2 separate regions of the Drosophila melanogaster genome follow, and region 1 is linked to region 2. The links are chromatin contacts, called in public Hi-C maps. All regions are on one chromosome and are shown on one strand. The core of a region is the stretch at or near the end of the contact, and the rest is flanking DNA. Distances in the headings are between cores, read along the strand shown. Region 1 holds the start of lawc (leg arista wing complex). Region 2 holds the start of lncRNA:CR45531 (long non-coding RNA:CR45531).

Evidence for each region. Hi-C and Micro-C count contacts between places; a contact is called where the count stands out from the background.
Region 1: a Hi-C map of the Kc167 cell line shows a contact between it and region 2, with 2.4 times the contacts expected there. The contact joins the promoter of lawc here to the promoter of lncRNA:CR45531 in region 2. A contact is called at or near these places in 5 of 107 Hi-C or Micro-C datasets (the Kc167 cell line, eye imaginal disc and pre-blastoderm embryo) and 1 of 6 datasets of contacts at active chromatin or transcription factors (the Kc167 cell line).

Annotation. Positions count from the first base shown.
Region 1 is chrX:8,407,254-8,413,512 of dm6, reverse strand. It overlaps lawc (leg arista wing complex), which reads left to right and starts at 1,855. Exons shown (of 4, transcript NM_001258650.2): 1 at 1,855-3,850; 2 at 4,735-4,994; 3 at 5,067-5,125; 4 at 5,189-5,505. The coding sequence starts at 3,539. The coding sequence ends at 3,760. It overlaps Trf2 (TATA box binding protein-related factor 2), which reads right to left and starts at 4,241. Exons shown (of 10, transcript NM_206654.2): 1 at 4,149-4,241; 2 at 2,824-3,236. It overlaps PIG-T (Phosphatidylinositol glycan anchor biosynthesis class T), which reads left to right and starts at 6,250. Exons shown (of 2, transcript NM_132247.4): 1 at 6,250-6,259.
Region 2 is chrX:6,856,693-6,862,817 of dm6, reverse strand. lncRNA:CR45531 (long non-coding RNA:CR45531) reads right to left here and starts at 2,479. Exons shown (of 1, transcript NR_123816.1): 1 at 1-2,479. The region is part of intron 2 of CG14434; the gene reads left to right.

The DNA of each region.
Region 1 (6,259 bases), core at 606-3,105, 1.6 Mb before region 2:
ACTGGGTCAATATCTTAATTAATTTTAATGGGCTTAATTTAAAGGCAAAGGAAGCGAGCACTAACAAAGTTACATCAATCATTTGCGTATTTCAATCGGTCGGAAAATGGGGGGAACAAAAGGGGTTAAGCCAATGCTTTTTGTTCTACTTTTGGAAAATGCGACCGCAGAGAAGGAAAAGTCGCACTTACTTTTAATATTACAAACCAAAAGAGTAGCCAGACCAGTAAATAATGAAACAAACATTAACAATTACTAGGATGAGCTTGATTCTTAAAATTCGTAATACAATAACGGCAATCTCTTTGGTTTATAGTGTGTATGTACATGTATGTACATACATATGTAAATGCGTAATGTTTACATATTATGGCAGGTGTTTACTTTTCTTAATGAGGGATAACGGAATCGGAATCTCTGGGTCGCCGCACATTCTACAGATAATTAAATAAAAAGGGCGTGAAACCAAAACAAGGCTTAGAAATACTACAAGCTGATACAGATACACCCAACCAGCACACACACATACACTAGAATTTAGCGATAACAACAAAATGCGGGCAACTTATTTATGCAGAAACAGTGAGAAAGAGCGAGAGGAGGGAGAGCATGAGATGATCAAGCCGGAAGTAAGGTTTTAAGAAAGAAGAGGAGTGTAACAGATTCATTTAACAGTAACAACAACAGCGATCGCTTACAGGTAGGGCATATGAAAGGTAGACAAACGAGAGACAGAAGAGCAAGGGTGGAAGGGAGAACTGCAAACTGCGATTTATTTAGGGATGTCTCTGTGTGCGCGCACTCATATGCACGTGCATTTGCATGTGTATTTGTGCCAGTCTGACCTCGTTGGCAAACTAAAAAAAATAATATTAAAGAGCATGAAAAAGTGTGGAACATGGCAGAGCGAATGAAGGCGGAAAAAAAGCCGCACCTAAAAAATCTATTACATCACTAGGGAAAATTGACACAAGTATTAGACATTTACATACACGCACACACAGAACCGTAAGCGTTTAAAGCGCACAAGTGTGTGCGTGAGTAAGCATGCTGAAAACGGAAGCGAATTGAGCATTGAAAAATACACTCATTTTGACCCCTTAAACATGTGAAATCCAATCAAAAGAGATAAGATAGTGGGGAAACAACATTATATGAACGACCACCAATGAAGGCTAAATACAGAGGTGGTCAAAAATACTTCAATACTGTAAATACTTTTGACCACCTCTGTATTTCAGCTAGTCATTGTATAATAGAATATGTTGAAAATGAGAAATATTCATTGATTTGTCTAAAATGTACGAAAGTGGCAAAAATCACATACATAAGTACTTGTTACTTTGAAAACAATATTTCTCCTATAGTTAACAGCGTATACCTGAAAGAAACCCTACAAAAAATATGATAAAATGCTTAAAAACCCACTCAATTTAACATTTGTGGGGGAAAACTTAAGCTATGCCGCAACAAAACCATAACTTGCGGAAACTACAAGTGCAAAAATGTACAAATATCGAGTAAAAACTGCCTAAAACCCCTCGTAAAATGATAAAATATCCAAACTAAATGAAATTTACGAACGAAGAGCAACATAAAAAATACAATCTAAGCCCATGGGCGACTACAACTACAACTGCTAGAAACTTCTTTTCAAAGGAAAGAAAAATCATTGAAATTATTCCCCGAAAACGAGAGCGAGACGGAGAGCGGCCGGCGACAAAGCGACAAGTGAGCGTGAGGCGAATTCAAGAGCCCAATACTCGCTCACACTCGCTTGGTTAACTTGGCGTGGGGACGTCGACGTCGGCAGCGTAGCGAAGTTTGTTGAAATTTTGAATGTGTGACAACGCGGTTCAGTCTGCCGCCAGCGCGGCCCGAAGCAGTGGTCTGTTACAAAAGTATATTACGATTTGCTGGCGAACACTCATCCACTGACTAACTCTCCCCCTCACCCTTTCGCCTTGTGGCTCTGGCTGCCCTGCCGCTGTTAGCGCTTTCATGTTAACGCACACTGTTAGATGGCGAATTCGATGCGAAAGGATAAAGATTTGCCGCTGGGGCAGCGAAAAAGAGAGAAAAAACACAGTGGGCAAGTGGTGCACTTTCCATAGAAGAGTGTTCCAATGTGCCCATTGTAAACCAACGATACTTTCTTACTATGACTTGTTCCACACAGCTCTGGGCCAAGAAAAGTAACTAGGAGCAAAAGAAGCAGCCCCGCGTGATGTCAGACGTCAGCCCGCCCACAAAACACACTCGAAAGGATTGAAAAATGCAGACATTTTTGTTTGGTTTTTAGCAACTCTCTTTTTTTTTTTTTGTTAATGTTTATTGGTTTCTTTTACGCACCGCTGAAATGTTAATAACAGCCCTCGTTACTGTTAAATGTTCACACTCTCTCTCTCTCATTTATTTCTTTGTGGTTTCAATGAAAGTGAGCTACAAAGCTGCAAATCGAAATTCGTAATGATTTTGAATTGATTGGACTTTTTGGACGAGAATTAGGAAAGGCGTTTGATTCTTAGTGGGGTGAACAAAGAAATATACAACTGAATAAAATATATATGAAATTTATGGAAAACGAGTTATGAAATGAGAGCGAGAGCTAGAGGAAGTGTGCGAGGGAGAGAGAGAGCAAGTTACATTATTTGCTTTGGCATTTCTTGGTACGTACGATTCGTACGATTTTCACTTAAAACTAGACTAGGCGTACAAGATGTGTTAACTATAGATACCACAAAATACAACTAAAACGAAATTCGAAGGGGGTAAAGAAAGAAAAATCAAAAGGTAAAAAGAATGAAATGAAAAAATTATCACCTTTTTTTGTGTAGTAGGTCGTCGTCTAGCTCTCCCTCCCTCTCACGATCTCTTTTGTGGCTGTGTTGCTGTCGCTGCCGCTACTCGCTCTCCCGCCTGCTCTCACTCTATATCGCTGCTGCGCTGTCTCTCTATTTATCTCTCTTTCTATCCCGTTGCCTTGCAGCGGAGCTCTGCTGCCGTCTCGCTTGCACTTGGGCTCCGCTGCTTTGCTTCAGCCGCTGAATTCGCAGTTAAGTTTTCGCTGCTCTCTGTGTCTCTTTCTGCTGCTGCTTTTGTGGTTCTTATGTTTTTGTTTTCGATTCGGATTGTAGAATCTTTTGGATTTTGCACACTTTTGGTTGATATTTCTTTAGGTTTCTCTTTGTTTTTTTTTTTTTTGGCTTGTGATCTTTTTTAGTTAAAACTCTAAACTGAGACAGGGGAGGAAAACAATGAGGGTTCGTCTAAATTTGGAGCAAGCAAGTCACACACAGCCAGGCGCGGCGGCGAATTCGGGCATATCGACTCGAGTTGCGGCGAGAGCGAACGCGGCGAACAACGGACAACACTGTGGCATTGGCAATGGCAGCGCTTGTCGCCCGCCTTCACTTCAGTGTGTGAGTCGCGATAAACGCGAGCGAAACGGGCGGCGCAACTGAAATCGCGTACCGACTGGCGCAGACACGCACACCACCGCACAACAGCGCGTATACGTATACGGGCGAGAGAGCGCATGCTCTCCGCCACACACACGCGGTCAACGTTTTCTCCGCTTTGTGGCGCCGCGCAAGTTTTGTCGCAGCAGCAAACACGCAATAAAAGTTCAAAAACAGTTGAAGTATACCGCGACGCGAGTAAAAATCTTTCCTTCGACGTCGTCTCTGTTCGTTGTAGTAGTTGTTGTTGCTGCTGTTGTTCTTGTTGCTGCTACTGCCGCTGCTTAACGTTTCTATAGTGTGTTCCGTTCCGCGAATTCTCATGTGCATTTATGAAGATATACATATATATATATATACATATATCTGCATATATGACTGACCAAAAGGTAAAACAACGGCAACAAATAAAAACAGTATACAAATTGTTGTCAAATATAGTGATAAAAAGAACCCCCACCCGCGGTAGTTCGATCGCTGTTTTGTTTAAATTAATCTGCATATCATGTTGTGCGGCGGCTGCATTTCATTTATTTTTTGCTCGCTGAAGAAGAACTTGCTTGCTCCAAAAGAATTAACAAAAAAAAATATATCTGCGTTTCGGCGCTGCGTCGACGGCATTGTTATTTCGTTCGTATTGTTGTTAAGTGTGAGTAGTAGTAGTAGTTGTTGTTGTTGTTTCGCTACCAGAGCTGAATAATGTAGTTGACCAAAAATTTTGAGAGCACAAGTCTGAGCACACACGATACGTCTTCTTCGTTTGGCCGTTTCACTTTGAGCAGCGTGACCGTGGTGCGTCGCTATAATATGCCCCGCGAGCCGTGTGCGTATGCACTAACGCGTGCGGTAGAATGCCGCGAAAAAATACTAAAAAAAAATCCAAACCGAATACCATGTGGTGGAAACGGACTCGCGCGTTGCATTTGCTGCACTTTCCCGTTTAAATATATTTACCCGTTTGATTATAAGATAAGGGTTACATTTTGTGCAAATATACGCTTGCCAATGTTTTTGAAAAGTAATATAAACAATTTTATGGTGCGCAGACAGCAGAAAAAATATGCTGCAAAAATACCAACTTGCTGGCTATCAGAGACTCGAACCTTCTAGTGCAAATCAGCTGTGATCGATGTTTTTTTCCATTAAATTGGCACGTTTATTTAAAATTGTTTATGCATTTAGTTTAGGTACATGAATGTTACATGGGACTTTTACAGAGTGGCTAAAACATATATACATACAATATATACATATACAACAATTTGAATTGCAGATTCTCCACCGCTCTGGATATGCGAACAAAGTCCTTAGCTGCAGCGACATTAGTTTAAATTTCAAGCCGGCTATCGCATGGTGATTCCACCTGCACGTGCAAAGCGCGACTGTGGATATCGCAGGACGAGAGTCGCGTCTTCTCCTGCGAGGAGCAACTGCATCATAATCATAGCCACAGATTGAAAAGACCGAAAGCAGATGCAAGCTCAACGACAGGACTAAGAATCGGAAGCAAAACTTCCCCAAAGCAATGGCACAGTAAGTAGACAAGTGCTGCGCTTTCAAGAAGATGAGCACTTTAATCAAAACCATTTCGAAATTCTTGTTTAGATACACCCGGAAACGCAAAAGAAAGAAATTTAAAGAGCTGAAAGCCCCGTGGACTTCATGTAAGCTGCTTACAATAAGCTGCCTTTTTAGATGCACTAAAAAAAAACTACTTTTGCTTATAGGAACCCAGGTGCAACAAATAATTTCAAGGAGAAGATGTTTTTGTGGTCAAAAACGTGCAGATGACTTCTAAGAAGTTGGAAAATCATGTATTTACTCGGAAAGAAGCCAGAACTGAAGTAGCATACTTATTAGTATTATCAAATGATGAGTTTTTTCATCATAGTTTTAGTTCTATATTTATAGAAAAAAAAAACTTTCCTTGTTACTTTTAGTTTTTTCATTTGAAAGACTGCCGTTGACTTTTTCATTTTATTCGCGTGCATATTAAATATGTGTGTTAAATATACATAATAATAAATGATCGCTGTGTTTATGCACTTGCTTTGTTTTCACTCTTTATTTATTTATATTTATTCTTTTTGATTAACTATAGATTGTTTTAAAAAGGTATAAACGACGTTTAAAATTTTTATCCTGGACATAAACCAATGATTAAGCGGTGTTCCACACCCATGAGTATTATGTAGTATTTTTCACAGTATATACGGTATATAAAACGGTCAGCCAGAAAACGGTCTGTCTAATCGTTAATTTCTATGTTAATAAAATTTGAGTATTAAAATACATCGAAAGTGCAGTTTTTTTTTGTCCACTTTTTCCTTTATTTCTAACTTTTCACTAAGAATTCCAATAAATTGTTTTATCTTTCTCTCGATTCCCTATTCCTTCTTTCGCTGTCCGAGCATTATTTGTTATACCTTATTCGCGTTTTCTCTTTGGGTGTACGCCAAATTTTTGGCGGGCTCACGATTCCGTAAGATTGCAGCTACTTTATTTCGCTTTTTCCTTTATTACTCACTTTTGATGATGCTCGATTTTGGCGCGCTTTCTCATTTATGGTGCTTTAGTTGTAAGCCCAACTCGTGGATGTGGTGGATTTTTTGCTTTGGTACAAATTCTTTTTAACAGACTTCTCAGCGATAACGCATTTGACAATTATATTTTGAATCAAATGCACGTTACAAACAATAACATGTGTGACCAATGTAACGTTATCGATAACGTATCCCACAAGTTATACAACACTGCTAGGCAGCACTTTCCAGCCCTGGAAAAATACCAAGACATCT
Region 2 (6,125 bases), core at 1,230-3,729:
GTACTCGTCCAAGCAGCGCAGCGCAGGCAAGTCCGTCCGTCTTTTTGTCTCTCCGTCGCTGCGTCACTCATTCAAGCACGCTGCTAGGCACACACACACACACACACGCACACTCTGTCAGATACACACACTCGCACACTTTGCTTCACACAAATTCAATTGGCCTCAATAATGAATTAACAAAAAAAAATGGGAAAAAAATGAAAACAGCAACAGAGTAGCGTGCGAAAAGCAACGAGTGAGACGGAGCGATGATGGGAAAGAGAGGGACATACCCAGATAAGCAAGTCGTGTAAAGTTGCGTTATAATGCTTGTTATAAAATAAACACATTTTTTCGGTTTGATGAATTTCTTAATTGGGTAAAAATTGTAATACCAAACAAAATGGGATTAGATGGTGTTCTACAAAAAATTGCAGTTATGTTCATAAGGGGGTGGTTTAATCAAAATTGCGAATAGAGTACGCGATTACCACGTGGCACGCACACAATGACACACATTTTAACGGATTTAACTCCAAAACAAAATCAACATGACACAAAATATTTAAATGATTAGAAATAACTTAAGACTTTAGACGGATTCGAGGATTTTGAAGAAATAAAAGTCTCTATATAGTCAAAGATTAAAACAATGTGAGAAATACAAACATATTGTAATTTAACCCAAGTATTATTGTACTTTTACATGAAATACTGTTTTTATCCAGAAAACGATCATAACAATACTTTCCTAGGTCTCGATTAGATGACTAATAGAGTATGACATTAACCCACTGCTAAAAATACTAGCAGACAATGAAAAAAAACCTTAGATCGCTGATCCCCGAAGAACTTTATCGGTGGTGGCGATCTCTTTTATCTATCGAAATCTTGGCAGTATATGCTTTTCTCTTATTTTTATTTTGAGGGCAGCCCGCAGAGACCTTAATGGGTTAACGGTTAGATATTTGTGAGTGTGTGTGCGTTGGCATTATTTTTTGGTATGCCCGTCTCGCTTGCACGCGTGCTCTTCTGCTGAAAAACTTGTTGTGGCTGCAAACGAAACGAAATGAAACGAAACAAAACGACGCGTTGCGAAGCGGGGCCTTTCCGTTCGCGACCGCTCGAGAGTGTTCTCCCCTCTCACACTCCCGCTCTCCTTATCACACTCTTCGTAAACTCTGGAGATTAAAGAGCACAGTGCCTGTGTGTGTGAGCAAGCGAGCGCGTTGCGCAAGGCCAGCCCGTTTAGCGGTGCGGGTGCGAGCGAGACAGCAGCTGGCCCAGTATTATATTTTGTGTTTTTTCGCTCGACCCCCCGAAAGACGCCCCACTCCCATCGCCACGCCCCTCCGCCTCCACCCGGCACTCGTATTAAATGCACATACATATTTACCCGTTCAAATATCTACATACATGTATGTACATATGTATGTATATTTATCCATAGATACACGCATACATACATATGTACATACATATCTATGCAGGTCTATGATGTTTAAGTATAGGATTTACTGCACATCTGTTTGTTTATATTGTAATTGTGAGGAGCTCCTTCGACATTATTACGAATTGAAAGAATTGTTGATCTTTTCAACCGCTTTTAAGAGGAAAAGAATAGTAACATTTGTATAACAAATTATATTACATACATGTATGTACATATGTATGTATGTATACAAATTTGCGATCATGAGTAGTTTTCATGAAAACCTCTATTAATAGATGCTCTTATACACATTAAAAAAAACTAGTAGTAGGATTAAAATGCTCACATTAAATAAGATGGTTCTTAAATGCAAATTTTGAGTAAATGAAATTCTCTTTTTCAATAGAAGTCGTTAGGAATTTAGATATGTATGTATGTATGTATGTGCATGTATGTATGCATAATACATTACAATGAGTTCGATTCCCGGAAAACGGGAATTTCCGAGCTGAGTGTACAACAAATATCCGGTCAATACAGCGTTTTTTCGGTTGATTGATAACTTTGCTCGGGAAAAGTTCGGGTTGTCTGTCCTCTCCTCTCTTTCGATGCCACCCCTACGACCTCTCTCATTCTCCTTTCCGCCGTATTCTTGGTGTAAATTTAACTCGTTTCTCGCTTTGCTTCATTGCCGCCGATTTTAGTTTGCTATTGTCTTCTTATTTGTTTGCGATTTCATTTTCTTTGCTCTTTTTCCTATTCTTTCTTCCCAACTGCCATCGGCCTCCTCCTCCTCCGCGCATTCATCCCCTTTTCCTTTTGTTTGTTTTTGCATTTACCTTGCTTTGATTCTTGCTTCATACTCTTCTTATTTTTTTTTTTTTTCGCCTAACCAACAAAAACAACGCACAGACAACAAGAACAACAACCCGTTATGACTATGACTTTCAGGTGTGCTTCTGCCCCTCCCTTTCCACGCTCCTCCCGAACATCTCTTCTGCCTATCGCTTTCTATGCCCTCCGCACCCACCGCATCTGTGCTCCACGACTCCCACTTTTTTGCTCGCTCTTCGTTTGTCGGCGACAGCGACGTCGACGTTTTCGTCATCTGTGCCTTGCGCTTTTCATTCGTCGCTCGTTGGTTGCTGTTGTAGCATTTGTTTTTGTTTTATTATTGTTATCAATATTATAGCATTTCTGAAGTGGAGCTAAGTGCCCTCCCAGTAAGTCGGTTGGCATATTGGTTGGCAAGAAATTTTTGGGATATCGTTAAGAATATCTTCTTAATGTATGCTTTTTATGCTTAAACGATATTTTTCAACTATAAATATTAAGGTATTCTGAGTAAAGTTCTTGCTCTTAAATGATATTGTTAGAATTTGAAAAAAAGGAATACACATTAAATAGGAATGGATTCTATTGAAAAAATAAGCCATAAATGTAACATTACATTGAACGTGAAAAGCTTCGGGTTATGTGTGAAAAGGCAATGTTAAGTACTCAAAAGTCTGGGCTCAACATTCCCTGAGCGACCTTGACATGTAGGGCACTCAATGCTCCGGCTGGCCGGCACTGAAATGCTTCCCCCCTCCATCAAGTGAAGTCGACGAGTCTGAAAGCCAAAGTCTGTCGTGGGCTTTTTGTCGTCATCGTTGTCATTGCATTGCTTAGATTTCTGCAGCGCAGAATTTACAAATTTCAGGAATAATATTCAGCTATTATTATTATTAGTATTATTATTATTATTTTTATTGTCATTGTGGTTGTATCAAATGTTTTTGTTTTGCAATTTTTTCCCATTCCGAATTCCGAGGCCACCACAACAAAGCAATGAAAATACACAGCAAAAACACTTCCGCATGCTACAACTGTGTGTGTGTGTGTGTACGTGTGTGTTTGTGGAAGTGAGCTGATAACATAAACACACGCACACAGCCGAGAAGACAGGTGTCGATTGATAAGAGAGTTTCGGAGATGTTTCAGCTGCACTTCGATCTGAGCCATGTACATACATATGTATGTATGTATGTATCAAGCTTGAAATACATACATAGCTACATACACATACACATGGAGATTTGTGAAGCACAATCCAGTCAAATCCAATAAAATATGTAACACTAATATTAGAGTACGAATATAAAATTTAAAATGGGTAGGGCGATTAATGAAATCACCGGGGATTTTCTAGATTTCTTGGGATTTTTGCAAGCCAGTCGAAGTGGAAATCTCAGGAGATTTTGGTTGACACCCCGTTATACATAGTTATAAATAAACCCCTTTTGGTTGTGTGCGTGTGGGTGGGAGATTAGCGAAATCGGCAGAGGTAAATTCCGCAATAAAGCTGACGGCAGCGACGTCGACGCAGCTTTTTTTCTCCATCACTTTTTACATACCGATTTGGTTTTGGTTTTAGCTTTATTTTCTGTTTGGTTCGCTTTGCGGTTGGTCTTTTTTGGGCTTCTATCTACCTCCTTGTCCTTCCAGGGTTTCTCTCCTGTGCCACTTATGTATCTTCCTTTCTATTTTTGCCTATTCACGCTGGTAAATTAGAAGGAGAAAACGGAGACGAAAAAAGGGTGTGCTTATTAGAATCGAAAGAAGGGAAACAACAAAAGAAAAATATAAAAAAAAACTTCGCAAAGTAGAAGAAAAATGGGATGAAGTACAGTTAGTCAGCGCTTTCGTAGTTTCTCTCGATCAGGGCTGCCACCGTATGACGTGGCAACTCTGTTTTCACTTCTCGCATTTTGCAATTAACATTGCGATTATTCTTGCAATCCGTTTTGCTTAAATTCCACACTCACATATACATTTGTATGTAAATATAGTAGATTTGTGTGACGTTTCACATACACATACATATGTACATATTAATGTACATATAAGTAATTATATTTGTGCATTGTTGTTGGATGGGATGATTCATAAATTATGGAATTTTACATGCCCACATTTTCAGATAATAAGAAAGCAAGATTAGCTGTCATCAGTTGCTCAGTTCTTTAATTTTCGCCTTTTCTTCTTTGTATCATGTGTGAACAATGCCCACACTTCATAGAACTCAACCCAATTTAGGAATGCATAAATAAATAATTAAAAGATTTTTGGGTAAAAAACAAAATAGTTTCAAGATAATTGGATTAAAGAACATATCTACATATACATACATACATAAGTGATTCACTCAAATTCTTCAAATAAGCTTCATCAAATCAAAGACCAACAATTTTCTATGATTCAGTTGCTTATCAAGTGATATAACCAGAGATAAAAAAAAGTGGAATTTTTACGTAAGCGCCTGGTTTGAGATACATACCTATGTATGATCCCATATGCATAAAATTTGAGTTTCCAAGTTATAATACTTTCTATGAAGAACATTATTTAATCGATTTCGAGCACTTCAAAGTACATTAGAAATCACAATGTGATCGTTATAAGATACAGCGGGATACAGCAATAAACCAACCCTGTTGTCCTTTCCCATTATTATTGCGCATCCTTGAGATATGCGGCTACCTGATTAGACCGCGAGATCTATTCCGTCTGCACCCAAAGCTTGAAAATCCCTTTTTACCTGAAAAATATCCTAATTTTAAAGCAGCACTTATGTATTTCCCAAGCAATAAATTGCACATAAAATTGGAGATATGTATACATATGTATGTATATGCATGCAATTATGTAGGTAAGGTATTTTGAAGTGTAATAATATTGAAAAGATACATCTGTATACAAACATAGATACATATCTGTGTAGTGTGACAATTTATCTCGAAATATGAGATAAAAGTATCTACGAAATTATAAATGGATTTCAAACATTTTGTTGGGAACCAACTTGTACTTTTCGTTTTGTTTCCTCCCCTTTTTCGACCACTTTTTCAAATCATCGAGTGACTTACATATATAGAAATCCAAGCGTAAAAAGAAAATTGGGTTTTCATATGAACAAAATACACATACACACACACATACATATGTTCGTTTGTATTCAACATTGACTTTTGCCGTTCCTCATTGTATGTATATATGTATGTATAATGTTTGTATGTTTACTATTTCGTGTTTGTGGTAGATAAATAAATATGAAATATCCGACAGATATAGAAACTTATTTATACATATACATATATGTACATATGTATGTATATTTATATACATACACCCACTTATATGTATGTAAGCATCGGTGTGTGAGTGGATAGAGACATTTATATTTTATTTATTTGCACTGCAACTGCGAAGAAAGGCTAAAAGCAAAATTGCAAATAAAAGTCGAAGGTGATACGGGTGCGAAAGAGATGGAAAGAAAATGCGAGGGCGGCGGAATGGAAGAGAGGGGAAGATGGAGAAATAGCAGCTAATTTTTCCTTTGTATTATTATTTTTCCCCATTTATTTTGCTCCATCAAGACCTACGACAGCAAGGGTATATTAGCTATACCTATCAGATTTTCGATTTTAAATATTTTTAATATTAATATATGTATATTTTTAACATAAATATTAATATTCCCATCAAAATTGGTTTGAACCCGTTGATCGAACATATTTCAATGTGTTGCAGAGTATCCGAATGTTTTTAGCTTTATAGTGGTTTTTCAATTTGGTGCCATGCCAAAAGAAAAACTTAAGAAACAAGCATAGTGAAAAATATTGTCTAAAAGTCGTGGATTTTATACTCTACAAGTAAGTATCTAGTTTCC